2 separate regions of the Oryctolagus cuniculus genome follow, and region 2 is linked to region 1. Evidence: chromatin contacts called from public Micro-C data. All regions are on one chromosome and are shown on one strand. The core of a region is the stretch at or near the end of the contact, and the rest is flanking DNA. Distances in the headings are between cores, read along the strand shown. Region 1 holds the start of CD164 (CD164 molecule). Region 2 holds the start of LOC100346633.

What was found. Hi-C and Micro-C count contacts between places; a contact is called where the count stands out from the background.
Region 2: a Micro-C map of ear pinna shows a contact between it and region 1, with 4 times the contacts expected there. The contact joins the promoter of LOC100346633 here to the promoter of CD164 in region 1. A contact is called at or near these places in 3 of 6 Hi-C or Micro-C datasets (ear pinna, psoas muscle and an unstated tissue).

The regions. Positions count from the first base shown.
Region 1 is chr5:62,012,144-62,018,619 of mOryCun1.1, forward strand. CD164 (CD164 molecule) reads left to right here and starts at 1,266. Exons shown (of 6, transcript XM_017345316.3): 1 at 1,266-1,601; 2 at 4,123-4,209; 3 at 5,321-5,389. The coding sequence starts at 1,421. LOC138849788 (a long non-coding RNA gene) reads right to left here and starts at 997. Exons shown (of 2, transcript XR_011388959.1): 1 at 831-997; 2 at 1-157.
Region 2 is chr5:62,209,749-62,215,687 of mOryCun1.1, forward strand. It overlaps LOC100346633, which reads right to left and starts at 2,997. Exons shown (of 47, transcript XM_070073713.1): 1 at 2,838-2,997. The coding sequence starts at 2,974. It overlaps LOC103349861 (a long non-coding RNA gene), which reads left to right and starts at 4,485. Exons shown (of 3, transcript XR_517973.4): 1 at 4,485-4,653.

The sequences.
Region 1 (6,476 bases), core at 16-2,515:
GAGGGATCTCACATACTTGACTGCCTTCTCATGCTTCTGCTCACAGAACTGATCAGAAACCAGCACTTTCCTGTTTACATCCGAGCAAACCTCCAAGCCGTGCAGCCAACAGAACGTTCAGTCATGAGCGTGCAGGAGGACCCCACTGATCCAGATCCTATGTGGAGATAAAAACTTTAAACCTGACGCCAAACAAATGCTAACTCGGGTATGCTGTCATCTTTCTGGTGTTTGAAACACGGCAAAACAGACCTCCACGGAAGCAGTCTGTGTTGAGGAAACACACCCACGATTAAAATTACATGATAAATATAAAGCAGCTGAAACAGATGGCATGAAATCCAGCTATCAAAGTCTAACTTTCAGCATCGGATATAAGCATCTCCAATACCGCCGCTATTTTTCGAGAGTGGACGTCAGATGGCGCTCACCCTCACCGAAAGGCACAGCAGCGTCGGACCGCTGTAACAGGCATTCAACAATCCAGCTCTGCGGGTAGAGGTCACTTTTCTCAGTCTCGATTTCCTCACCGGGAACGTGGGGGGTGGGGACGGACCCGACGGCCTTCCAACTGCACCGCCCTGGATGCTGACTCCAGCGGTACAAGAGGGACACACCGGCCCCGGCTGCCGCCAACGCAAACGGCAACTCGGAAAAGTCAGGCCGGCGAAGCGGGAAAGCAGAGGCGGGACAGTGGGCGGCCCTGGCTGGGAGGCTGCAGATCTGAGCCGCTCGCACTGCGTGGGCGGCAGAGCACAAACTCCTTAACCAGGCGGTGTCTCCCATCTCCCCGGGGAGTCCCAATGAGGACTACTTTCAGTAAAACCCACCTTCCGATGGGGCACGGCCCCTATCTGGGGACACGCCAGCACAGGGCGAACTTACTCCTTCCCTGACTTCGGCGAGCGCCGCCCAGAAACAACTTCCGCCCGTTGGGCCGCGGGTCCGGGAGGACCGGCCCTGAGGTCACGTGGGGACGCGGACACCCGGCCTCTCCTGGCGCTCAGGTGGAGGCCTTACGCCACGTCACGTGGGTCGTTCCATCCAAGCCAGGGTGGGGGGAGCTTTCCTATAGGAGGTACGAGAAAAGCCTAGTCACATCCTGCGTGATAATCGGAGGCCAAGAAAAACAATTTCCAGCTTCTGTACCTATTTCTTGCTTTATTACAGTTTCCCTGAGGGACAGCCTGCCTCGGCTGCTTCAGGACGTCCATGCTCTTCCCCCTTAGGTCTCCCGTTGGTATAGCCCGAGCCCCGCCTCCCCTGGCCCCGCCCCCACGCCGTGGGCGCAGCCCCTCACGTGACTTCAGCGCGCTCCCGCAGGGGAGCCAAGTCTTGGAGGCGGCGCCGCAGGGGACGGAGGGACTGAGCCAGCGTAGTGCGCTGCAGCTTTCGCGTGGACACCAGCGCCGAGGACACGATGTCAGGCCTCTCCCGCCCGCTACTTTGGGCCGCCACCTGCCTGGCCGCGCTCTGCGTCCTGTCCGTGGACTCGAACACCACCGTGACCCCGAACGGGACTGAAACTCCGACTTTAACGCCCTCCAAGATAGTGCCGACGTCGCTGAAGCCCTCCCCGTCGACCACCCCTCCAGCACTAGGTGGGCGCCGGCCCTGGGAGTCCCGCGCTCGCCCGCCCTTCCCGGCCGCACGCCTTCGCCCGTGCGCGCGGGTCCGGCCGTGGCGGCGACTCCGACAACATGGCGGCCCGCCCCGAGTCCGCTCGCGGGGCGGCCGGGGCGCGCTCCGGGCGCCATCGGGCTGTTTCCGACCCCCGAGAGCATCGCACGCTGCGGTGGTCTTTAAAAACCGCGTGGTAGTCCCTAGCTTGACCTTAGGCGCGGACGAGGGGACGTGGCTTCCTTCCGCGGTGGCAGCTGTGGGGTTGGTGATGGGGCGAGGCGACGCCTCCGGAGTTGGCGGCGAGACCGAACTTTCCTGTCCCCGGGGCCGTCTCCCGAGGGAGGCTTCTCCGGAAGTGGGCGCAAGACGGAAAGAGAAACTTAACGCTGAGCGCTCGCTTGGGTGTCGGGCTGGGGTCCGAGTGTGCGAGTCGCTGGAGGTGTGATTGCCCTGGTTTTGCGGGTCTCTGCGGGCGGTATCTGAGGTCCAGCACATAGATCGTGAACACTGGACACCGTGCGGTGTGCAGAGAAGTGGTGCCCAGCGCGTGCCCGCGTGCGCTCTGCAGGTGCGGCTTTCGGGGCTCGGGGCACCGCCGGAAGGCGGACGGGGAAGGGAGTCCTCGGGGGCGTTGGGTTTCGTAGGTTGTGGAGTTGGCTTGGAAGCCAGGCCTGTAGGTTTTCTGGAACACACCTTTTGTTCAGCTGTGCGGGAGAGGAGGACGGGTGAAGCCGTACACGGATCGTGGCAGAAATTGGCGTGTGCTTCGACAAGGCAGAAGAGGGAGGGAAAGTGCATTGGAAGTATTAAGGAGAAGAAACTGGATGTTCAAAGCCCGCAGTGTAGTGCGATTGGTTACTCTGGTTGTTACTGGGTAAGGAGGAACTCACTGGACTGAAGCCTGGCTGAGGTGGAACGACTTGACCAAGGCATTTTTCTCATGCTGATCATATTCTGCGGCGTCTTCCCTGGCCTTAGTATCGTACAGTCGCTGAGTTTAAGAAGTCAGCAATCGTAATAGCTCGTGTTTTGTTACATTCAGGAAGATTAAATGGTAGGATTCAAACATTTAAAAGCGAGGAAAGTAAATTGCAGTTCAGTGCTGGAAATTCTAACCGCACTGTTTTTACCATGATAGAGCAGAATATTTTCTGTCTCTTGCTTATTTGGCAGTTTGTAATGTGTGTGGTTTTTTCCCTTTTTTTTTTTTTTTAATTTAAAGAGAGGCTTGGAAACCAAGTAATTGCTTTTGTGTAATTGAAATGCATGCAAAGGAGATAATTTGTATCTTCTGGAAATTATAGTTTGATAAGCTGCAGCCTGCAAAGTAGCAGGTTCAGTTTATTGTAACTAACATTCCCTCAGCTACAACCAACATCAAGTGTGAAGGACTAGAGGGAGTAGTAAAGGACTTTGAAGGGTGCCTCTAGTGAAAGATAACGTCTGTTTTCCAAGACTTTCCTGCTTTGTCAGTCCTCTACCCCAGTAGGCCTTCCATGCCTACTAGAAATAAGATATTACAATGCCACAGCTCTGCAGGACCATTTTGAGGGGGTGGAGGGGGCAAATGAGAACGTGTGTTGGAAGCTTTCCTTGAGTTTGTTCCTGTACTGTTTGGCTTAGACATACTTTGTATTTTAAAGATTCATTCGTTTATTTGAAAGGTAGAGTAACAGAGAGAGTAAGAAAGAGAGGGAGATCTTCCATCCACTGGCTTCACTCCCCCAAATGGCTGCAATGGCAGGAGCTGGGCCGATCCAGAGCCAGGAGCTTCCTTTGGGTCTCTTACGTGGGTGCAGGGACCCAAGGACTTGGGCTGTCCATGGCTGCTTTCCTAGGCCATTAGCAGGGAGCTGGATCGGAAGTGGAGCAGCTGGAACTTGACCCCATGCTCATATGGGATGCTGGCAAGCACTGTGCCACAGCGCTGGCCCCTTAAAACTTTTGGCAGACACCTTTCAGACTTGTTAAAGGTCGTGGTGGACTGTGTAAATAGCATATCGAAGAATCTTGATTCTCTGAAAAAGCACCTCATTTCAGAATGGCAGCATCGGAGCTTAATACATAATCATTGCTATTAAAAATCCCAGTGTCTCCTCCACCTGCTGAATCGTGGCAGGTATTCCCCTACGTGTCCTGCTGGTTGTGTAACAGCCTTTTTCTCAGAATTTTTGTAGTTTAAGGATGCTGTAAAATGCTGCATGACCGCGAGCGGCTCTGGGCATCTTTCAAATAGCAGCCCTGCGAAAAAGGATTGTTTAGATGGGTACATGCAGGTGCCAAGTGTGCCTGCTACTTGTTTGTTTTCCTGTTGTGTTTACTTAAGGCTTCATAATTTGTGATGACTGCAGTTTCTTGGTAAACCATATATACAGTTCTACCATTTCTCTGAATTACTAATTCTGGTACTGTATATAGTGCTAATTCAAAAAAGATAAGTAGAACAAACCCAAATGAGATACCAATTAATTCATCAATTTCCTACATTTTGCTCCCTAGAAACGTGTGAGAGCCATGACAGCTGTGCTTCCTGTTTTAATATTAGCAGTGCTATTAATAATACCTGCTTTTGGATAGAATGTAAAGGTAAGAGGTTTGGGGGTTGCTCTGATTTTGAGAGTACAAAACTATTTTGTTATAACATTTAAAAATATAATCCAAATAAAATCTTAAGTTGAAAAAATAGTCCTGAAAATTTGAAACATTTTTTTAAAGATTTATTTATTTATTTGAAAGGTGGAGTTACAGAGGCAGAGAGAGGAAAAGAGAGGTCTCCCATCCACTGGTTCACTCCCCAAATGGCTGCAACGGCCAGAGCTGAGCCAATACAAACCCAGGAGCTTTTTCTAAGTCTCCCATGTGGGTGCAGGGGCCCAAAGACTTGGCCCATCTTCTGCTTTCCCAGGTCATAGCTGGACTGGAATTAGAGCAGCTGGGACTTGAACCCACACTTGTATTGGATGGTGGCACTGCAGGCTGGGGCTTTACCTGCTAAATGCCAGAGTGTCAGCCCCGAAAATTCTTAACATTTAGGATAGTGTGCACATCTATTACTCATTTAAAATGCCAGTTGATTGGCACTTCCCCTGAAAAATCTTTTCTCCCGTGCTTAGACTTGATAACTAAAGCTCAATAAATAAAGGAAGAGAGGTTGTCTTGGGCATTAGGATTAAGAGCACATTAATATGCCAGATGAGCTATGAAAGAAAGTCATGACATTTCCCCTGGAGAGTGAGGCATTTATCTGTTGAGTTCCTACAAGATGAACTATGAAGAGGCCTTGGACTGTGTTAAATGCATAGATACGGGGAAGAATGAGTTGGAGAGAGAGCTCTGAGTTGTTGGCTAAGGCTCTTTTCCTCCAGCTCCAAAGTCTGCTTATCCCAGAAATCTGTTCTAGAAAGTGTAAAGGAGAAGGGAGTTCTGGGACAGAGTCTGCTGCTGCTCTGGACGCCGCCTCTTTTGTAGATGTCTCTGTACAGTATATTCACATGAATTCTATCACATATATTTACATGAATTTTAAAAGGATAAGGGTTGCAGGGATCCTGTATAGTAAGGGAAAAGGTGACAGTGTGTTGGTCTGTGGTTGTGTTTGGGTGTGGTTGTTTTAAAAGTTACTCTAGAGCTTAGTAGCAACGGTCAGCAATAATACAAGTAAGTGACTGGTGGTCTTTGTTTTTGGTTTCTATAACAGAGAAGAGCTACTGTTCAAATAACTCAACAGTTCAGTGTAGCGTGGTGAACAGCACAGAGTTCTGTTCTGGTAAGTATTCCCGTCCACTGCTGGGGAAGACACAGAAAGGTGAGGAAGAGCGTTGCCTCAGATCGCTTTGTGGTGTTTGAAGCATTGTCCTGATTCTGATCTTGTTAGAATTTGGATATGTGTTCATACTGATCCACAAAGGAGTAATGTTTTGAAGCAGAATTTAGTGATTGAGCTGTACTGTAGAACACTGTAAATACAGATCCTTCATTTCCTGTTTTTTTTTTTTTTTTTTTTAACTTTCTCAGGAATTCACTGTCATTTAGACCCTAACTTATTTGTATGTTACAGGCCTGGATGACTTTGTTCCGGCACTTTCTGAGTCATGGCCCTAGTGATTGTCACATTTATTCTCTAGTGTAGTCTGTGCTGTGATTAAGGGAACTTTCTCTATCCCCTTTTTTTTGTACTAATTTGAGAAACTTGATTATCTTTTTTTTTTTTAATATTTTATTTATTTGAAAGAGTTACAGAGAGAGATCGAGACAGAGAGGTCTTCCATCCACTGGTTCACTCCCCAGATGGCCGCAACAGCTGGAAATGGGCCAATCTGAAGCCAGGAGCTTTTTCTGGGTCTCCCATGCAGGTGCAGGGGCCCAAGGACTTGGGCCATCTGCTGCTGCTTTCCCAGGCCATAGCAGAGAGCTGGATCAGAAGAGGAGCAGCCGGGACTAGAACCGGCGCCCATATGGGATGCTGGCGCTTCAGGCCAGGGCTTTAACCCACTTCACCACAGTGCTGGCCCCCACTTGATTATCTTTAACCTTTACTCTTTGCCTAGCAGATTGTTAAAATTTATAGTTGAAATTGCTGATTTTTCTTAACAAGATTATAAATTAATGAGAAACTCAAGCTCTTAATTTGAAGCATAGATAATGATTGACCAGAGAGATTTTTGTGGAGTGTGTCAATAACTTTCAAAGACTGCCTCTGAGTATTTGATTTTGATGGGGTTTCCCCATCCCGGTATGAACTTTGTGACCACAGATTTCATTAGTGTTAGATCAGTTATGCCTTATGTAAGGTTCATGGTATAGGTTAGGTGATGGTACCTGAATAAACATTTTTATTAGTTACTTATTTTAAT
Region 2 (5,939 bases), core at 1,747-4,246, 200 kb after region 1:
TAATTATGGAGAGTATACTAGAGCAGGTTTTAGGTAGGCCCTGGATAACCCATAACTTCACAGCTGCCTGTTTACAAATAGGAATATCAGAAATCACCAAAGTTTGTAGAAAATGAATATAATGGGGACCAAGGTTGTGGTGCAACGAACGAAGCCACTACCTGCAATGCTGGCATTTCATATGAGCATGTGTTCAAGTCCCAGCTGCTCCATTTCCAATCCAGCTCCCTGCTATGCTCCTGGGAAGGCAGTAGAAGATGGCCCAAATGCTTGGGACCTGCCACTGACATGGGAGATCCGGAGGAAGTTCTGCTTTTGGATTGCTCAGTCCCAGCTGTTGCAGCCATTTGGAAAGTGAACCAGGAGATGGTGCTGTGGCGCAGTGGGTTAAAGCCCTGGCCTGAAGCGCTGGCATTCCATATGGGTGCCAGTTCTACTCCTGGCTGCTCTACTTCTGATCCAGTTCCCTGCTAATGTGCCTAGGAAAGCAGCGGAGGATGGCCCAAGTCCTTGGGCCCCTGCACCCATGTGGGAGACCCAGAAGAAGCTCCTGGCTCCCAGCTTCGGATCGGCACAGCTCCAGCCATTGTGGCCATTTGTGGAGTGAACCAGCGGATGGAAGACCTCTCTCTCTGTCTCTGCTTCTCTCTGTAACTCTTTCAAATAAATAAAATAAAAATTTTAAAAAGATGTATTTATTTATTTGAAAGTCAGAGTTACACAGAGGGAGAAGGAGAGGCAGAGAGAGATCTTCCATCCACTGGGTCACTCCCCAGTTGGCTACAATGGCTGGAACTGCACCGATCTGAAGCCAGGAGCCAGGAGCTTCCTCCAGATCTCCCATGCAGGTGCAGGGGTCCAAGGACTTGGGCCATCTTCCACTGCTTTCCCAGGCCATAGCAGAGAGCTGGATCAGCACAGGAGCAGCCAGGACTCAAACCAGCGCCCATATGGAATGTTAGCACTGCAGGCAGCGGCTTTACCGGCTATGCCACTGCACCAACCTCCTAAAATAAATCTTTCAAAAAAATAAAGTGAACCAGCAGATGGAAGATCTCTCTGTTCTTCTCTATCTCTGTAACTCTGCCTTTCCAATAAATTAATACATCCTTTTTTAAAATGAAGATGCAAATAATGAAAATATTGCATGATTTAAACATCTTTTGCAACAAAATAAACCTGTCTTTTCATTCCACATTACCACGAGCTCTCAGAAGTCCCCTGGCATCAAATTACACAGGATTCTCAGGGGCTCAGGAAGGCCACGATCTTCTGTCTTGGTCACAGTCTTTCTCAGGTGTGCCTCACGGTTGCTGAAACTTTCTCTGGGCCAGTTGTTCTCACCTCCCTGCTGGCCCGGATCTACCACACAGTTTCCTACTCCAGAGTACAGGGAGGCACATGTGATGGGAAGCTGTATTTCCCTCATCTGTCTGCCCCACGTAACCTTACTTCGTTCTCATCTGGGTTGACACATAAAACCCGCATCTGGTCATTGCAGTCAAATGTTTTTATCTTGCTATTCTTCCTGAATTACCTAGGGATGAAAACGACCCTTAAATATTAAACACAGATCGGCCGTTGCTGTGGTGGAGCAGGTAAAACCACTGCCTGTGACACTGGCATCCCATATGCACGCCATTTCGAGTCTCGGCTGCTCTACTTCTGATCCAGCTACAGCTAATGTGCCTGGGAAAGCAGCAGTTGCTGGCCCAAGTGCTTGGGTCCCTGCCACCCATGTGGGTGACCTGGATGGATTTCCAGGCTCCTGGCTTCAGCCTGGCCCAGCCTTGGCTATTGTGACCATTTGTGGGATGAACCAGTGGATGGGAGATCTCTCTCAGACCTCTCTCTTTCTCTGTAACTCTGCCTTTCAAATAAATAAAATAAGTCTTTAAAAAAAAAAAAAAACATGGAATCTTCTGGAAATGATCCTAAGCATACTTTCTGCTTTGGCACCCAATGGCTTTAAATACCCATCACAGAAACACACTGAATGTTGGTTCTTCAGAGATTAGCCCTGGGGGAGCTTTTCTGGCCTCTGGCACAGTCATCACCATGGACTTGCACTGGGCTGTGGGACCCCAGGCCCAGGAACGCGGCTCTCCTGATTTTGTGTCAGACACACCCCAAGGCTTGGCAGTGCTGGGAACACATCAGGCACCCAATGGCTTTAAATACCCATCTCAGAAACATGCCAAATGCTGGTTTTTCAGAATCATCTTCAGGATGGTGGGCCACTTCACCTGCTCCCTGCCTCTTCTCCTGACCTCTCACACCCTTCCCCCATCCACGTCACACTTGCTCAGCCTAGCAGTGTTGCTTTGATCAACAGTGGTCGTACCGTGAACAGAGACACAATGGACGCAGGTCCAGGAGGCCTGTCACTTAGGGGCTGATTTGGGTGCCACGTTCTATAAAAGAATTTCATTGCTGTCGTTGGCAGCATTTATGATGGACTAGCTCTTAAAAGAATTCATGAGCAGGTCCCTAGCATTATCTCAGATTTCAAAATTTCTCATCAACATCAAGGTCAAGCTCGAAATACCATTGGGTAAAGTGAGATCTCTTTGCACTGAGTAGGATCGGTGTGTCAGCTCCTGGAATTTGAAGCCAGAAGCACTTTGCGGTTTTCTTTGGTGAGACATTGCTTCAGTCCACCCTGACTATTGTAGAATGCCATAAGGTCTCAGGGGCACTGGATGCCGCTGCTGTTTGGATGCCACTTAACTGAGCTTGAGATGGTGTCCACCGTCCACGCGAAGACAGCCAGGGGCTGATGGAGAGCACACGGAGAACAGGCCCTGAGCCCCCGCCTGCCCACCGCCAGCGACTACCTGTAAGCTCTGTTAGATGTTCCCCAGAAAGGCCCCTGCCCTTCTAGCTCAGACTTCAGTTCGGCCAGCCGCACGGCCAGTTCTTTCTCCAACAGCTGGGTCCTCTCCGTGGATGCGAGCTTGTGAGTTTCATCCATGCCTTGTGGTGGCTGTTTTTCTGCATCCCTGGAAAACAAGAGCATGAAACTTGTGATGGATTTCCTCGGCGATCACTAGCCAGTGGGTGGGACTTGATCTTTGTCCAAAAAGCTATGTCAACTCTGTAGACACATGTGTGTTTGCAATTTAAAGAAACCGCCAGACTGCTGTTGTGTATGACAATTTAGTTGTATAGAGGGAAAAAAAGTAGGTTGGAATCTCCAGCGACCACGCAGCCCAGTTCATCTTCAGAAATGCCTGCTCCAGCTTTGACCATAGGGGTTTATTAAAGGGAGCTCATCCCCTTCCCCACCTCTGCAGTCTTCACAAAGGCAGGGGTGGGGAGGGGTCACACACTCAAGGCTGTGAATAGCAGTTACAGCTGACTTCCAACATCACTCCAACGGGAGCAGGCAACGAGTGTGTACAGGAACTCTCTATACACCTAGAGAATTTCTCCAGGAGCTTTTCTGAAGGTGCACAATTCTGGCAAGGGAGAGTCCAGCAAGGACAGAGAGTTACCTAACCTGACTGTGATCCACGCACAATTGAGTTTGGAAGAACTTGTACTTACGCATCTGAATGCAGTTTTTTTAATGATGTATTTATTTACTTGAAAGTCAGAGTTATAAAGGAGAGAGAGAGAGAGAGAGAGAGAGAGAGAGAGAGAGAGAGAGAGAGAATCTTCCATCTGCTGGTTCATCCTCCCCTCAAGTAGCCACAATGGCCAGAGCTGGCGCCAGGCTGAAGCCAGGAGCCAGGAGCCAGGAGCCAGGAGCCTCCTCCAGTTCTCCCAAGGAGGTGGAAGGGTGCAAGCACTTGGGCCGTTTTCCACGGCTTTCCCAGGCCATCAGCAGGGAGCTGGATTGGAAGCAGAGCAGCTGGGACTCAATCTGGTGCCCACAGAGGATGCTCACGTTGCAGATGGCAGCTTCACCCGCTGTGCCACAGCATGTTTTCTTAATTTTGTTCGCCTACATTTGGCATACTTGATTTTACCATTAAATAAAAATAGCTGCTGACTTCTCACCTCACCCACCCTGTCAAGTTCAACATAATTGTTTGCTAAGTACTAGGCTGTGGTATTCTAATTTACAGTGTGGATTAACTGTGTGACCCAGAAGTCCTGAGCTCTGTCAGCTGCATGGGATTCAACAGATGATGCGTTTCCTCACGTTGCTGCTGCCTGCACTTGTCCTGGACAAGTTGGAGTAAAGTCACTCCTAGGTCACACTACACAGAGAGCAATGAGACTGGTTTTTTTCCCCAATTTCTAGATCGTCACTTTTTCCTTCCAGGGATATGTCAGTTTCTCCACTCTGCTGTCATTTCAACAAATAATTAAGCTGTTTTGTGTCCAGGCTTCCTTTGGGGGCCCATTTATTCTTTTCATAAAAGCACTGGCCACGAAAAGGAACATCCATGTTTGGCCCAGGCCGTGAACCTGCTGAGTCACAGACCTGCCCCGTTTGGCCGCGATACAATGCATTGTTATTGTTCCTAGCAAAAGTGAAATGTTGTCAGGAAAAATATTTGCCACTTGGCAGTGGCCGCTCAAGTTGGACAAACAGTGAAACAGCTGCCTTGACAGCTGCATTCCAACTGGCAGCCAAGAGCGGCAGCCCCGCAGCCTGGCGGGTCCTCCTCCCCAGCGCAGACCCTCCGCCTTCCTTTCCTGGTGAGTGTCCACGTTGACGGCTCAGAAACGAGAACGTTGAATCCGGCACTGTTTAGCTTGCTACACAGTCAAGTACAGTGTTCAGAAAACTAACATAGAAAGTTAGTCTTGGACAATGGTAGCAACCCAGAGGAATCCACGCCTGCTGAGCGGGCAGGTTCGACTTCCAAGAGACAAATGACTAAGGATGGGGGGGTTCATTTATTGAGCACCTACTGTGTGCCAGGCAAGCCGTGGGCCCTCGTTTAGTACCAGAAAAGAGATTCTCAGGAATTTCTTCCATCGTGTTTTTAAAAAATCAGTACATGTAACTAACTTGATTAAAGAAATACTGATTTTTTTATGGTTGTAATGATCTGTGATTACTTTAATATTTTAATATTTGGGTGAAATGATCATTTTTCCATTCAATTATTGTTTATAGCAATTGTTCATATTCCCATGAAACTAGGTTCTTTTTGCTTTTTACCTGTTAAACTTCTTATTAAGAGAAGTATTATAAGTGAAGCATTATTAAGAGAAGTATTTTATTATAATGTATTTAAAATATGCTATCTCAGGGCTGGCGCTGTGGCACAGCAGGTTAATACCCTGGCCTGCAGTGTCAGCATCCCACATGGGTGCCAGTTTGAGACCCAGCTGCTCCGCTTCCAATCCAGCTCTCTGCTATGGCCTGAGAAAGCTGTAGAAGATGGCCCAAGTGCTTGGGCCGCTGCACCCACATGGGAGACCTGGAAGAAGCTCCTGGCTCCTGGTTTTGGATCAGCACAGCTCTGGCTGTTGCGGCCAATTGGGGAGTGAGTGAATCATTGGATGGAAGACCTCTCTCTCTCTCTCTCTCTCTCTGCCTCTCCTGTCTCTGTGTAAGTCTGACTTTCAAATAAATAATCTTTAAAAAATAAAGTACACTACCTCAGAAACTAAAATAAAGAGAGAAAAGGAAGGAGGGTGAGAGAGGGAGAGGGTAGGAGGGAGTGAGGAAAGAATATCATTATGTTCTTAGAATTATACCTACAAATCACACTGAATCTGTTAAAAACTAAAATGAAAATAAAAATTATATAAAAATCCTGTTTTATGTGTTGAAAAAGTGGCACATTTTAACTGTAAGACAAAGCTAGAAAGATAAGGCTAGGGTGTTTAATGGGTGGTGAGAGGGGGCTTGGATGGTGCCACGGCTTAGAGATGCTGTGTTGCCACTAAAACTCCTCGTGAGGCTTGGTTCCCAAGGTGGCAGCGTTGAGAGGGGGTCAGGTGGTTAACAGGGGAGTTTAGGGAATGAGTGC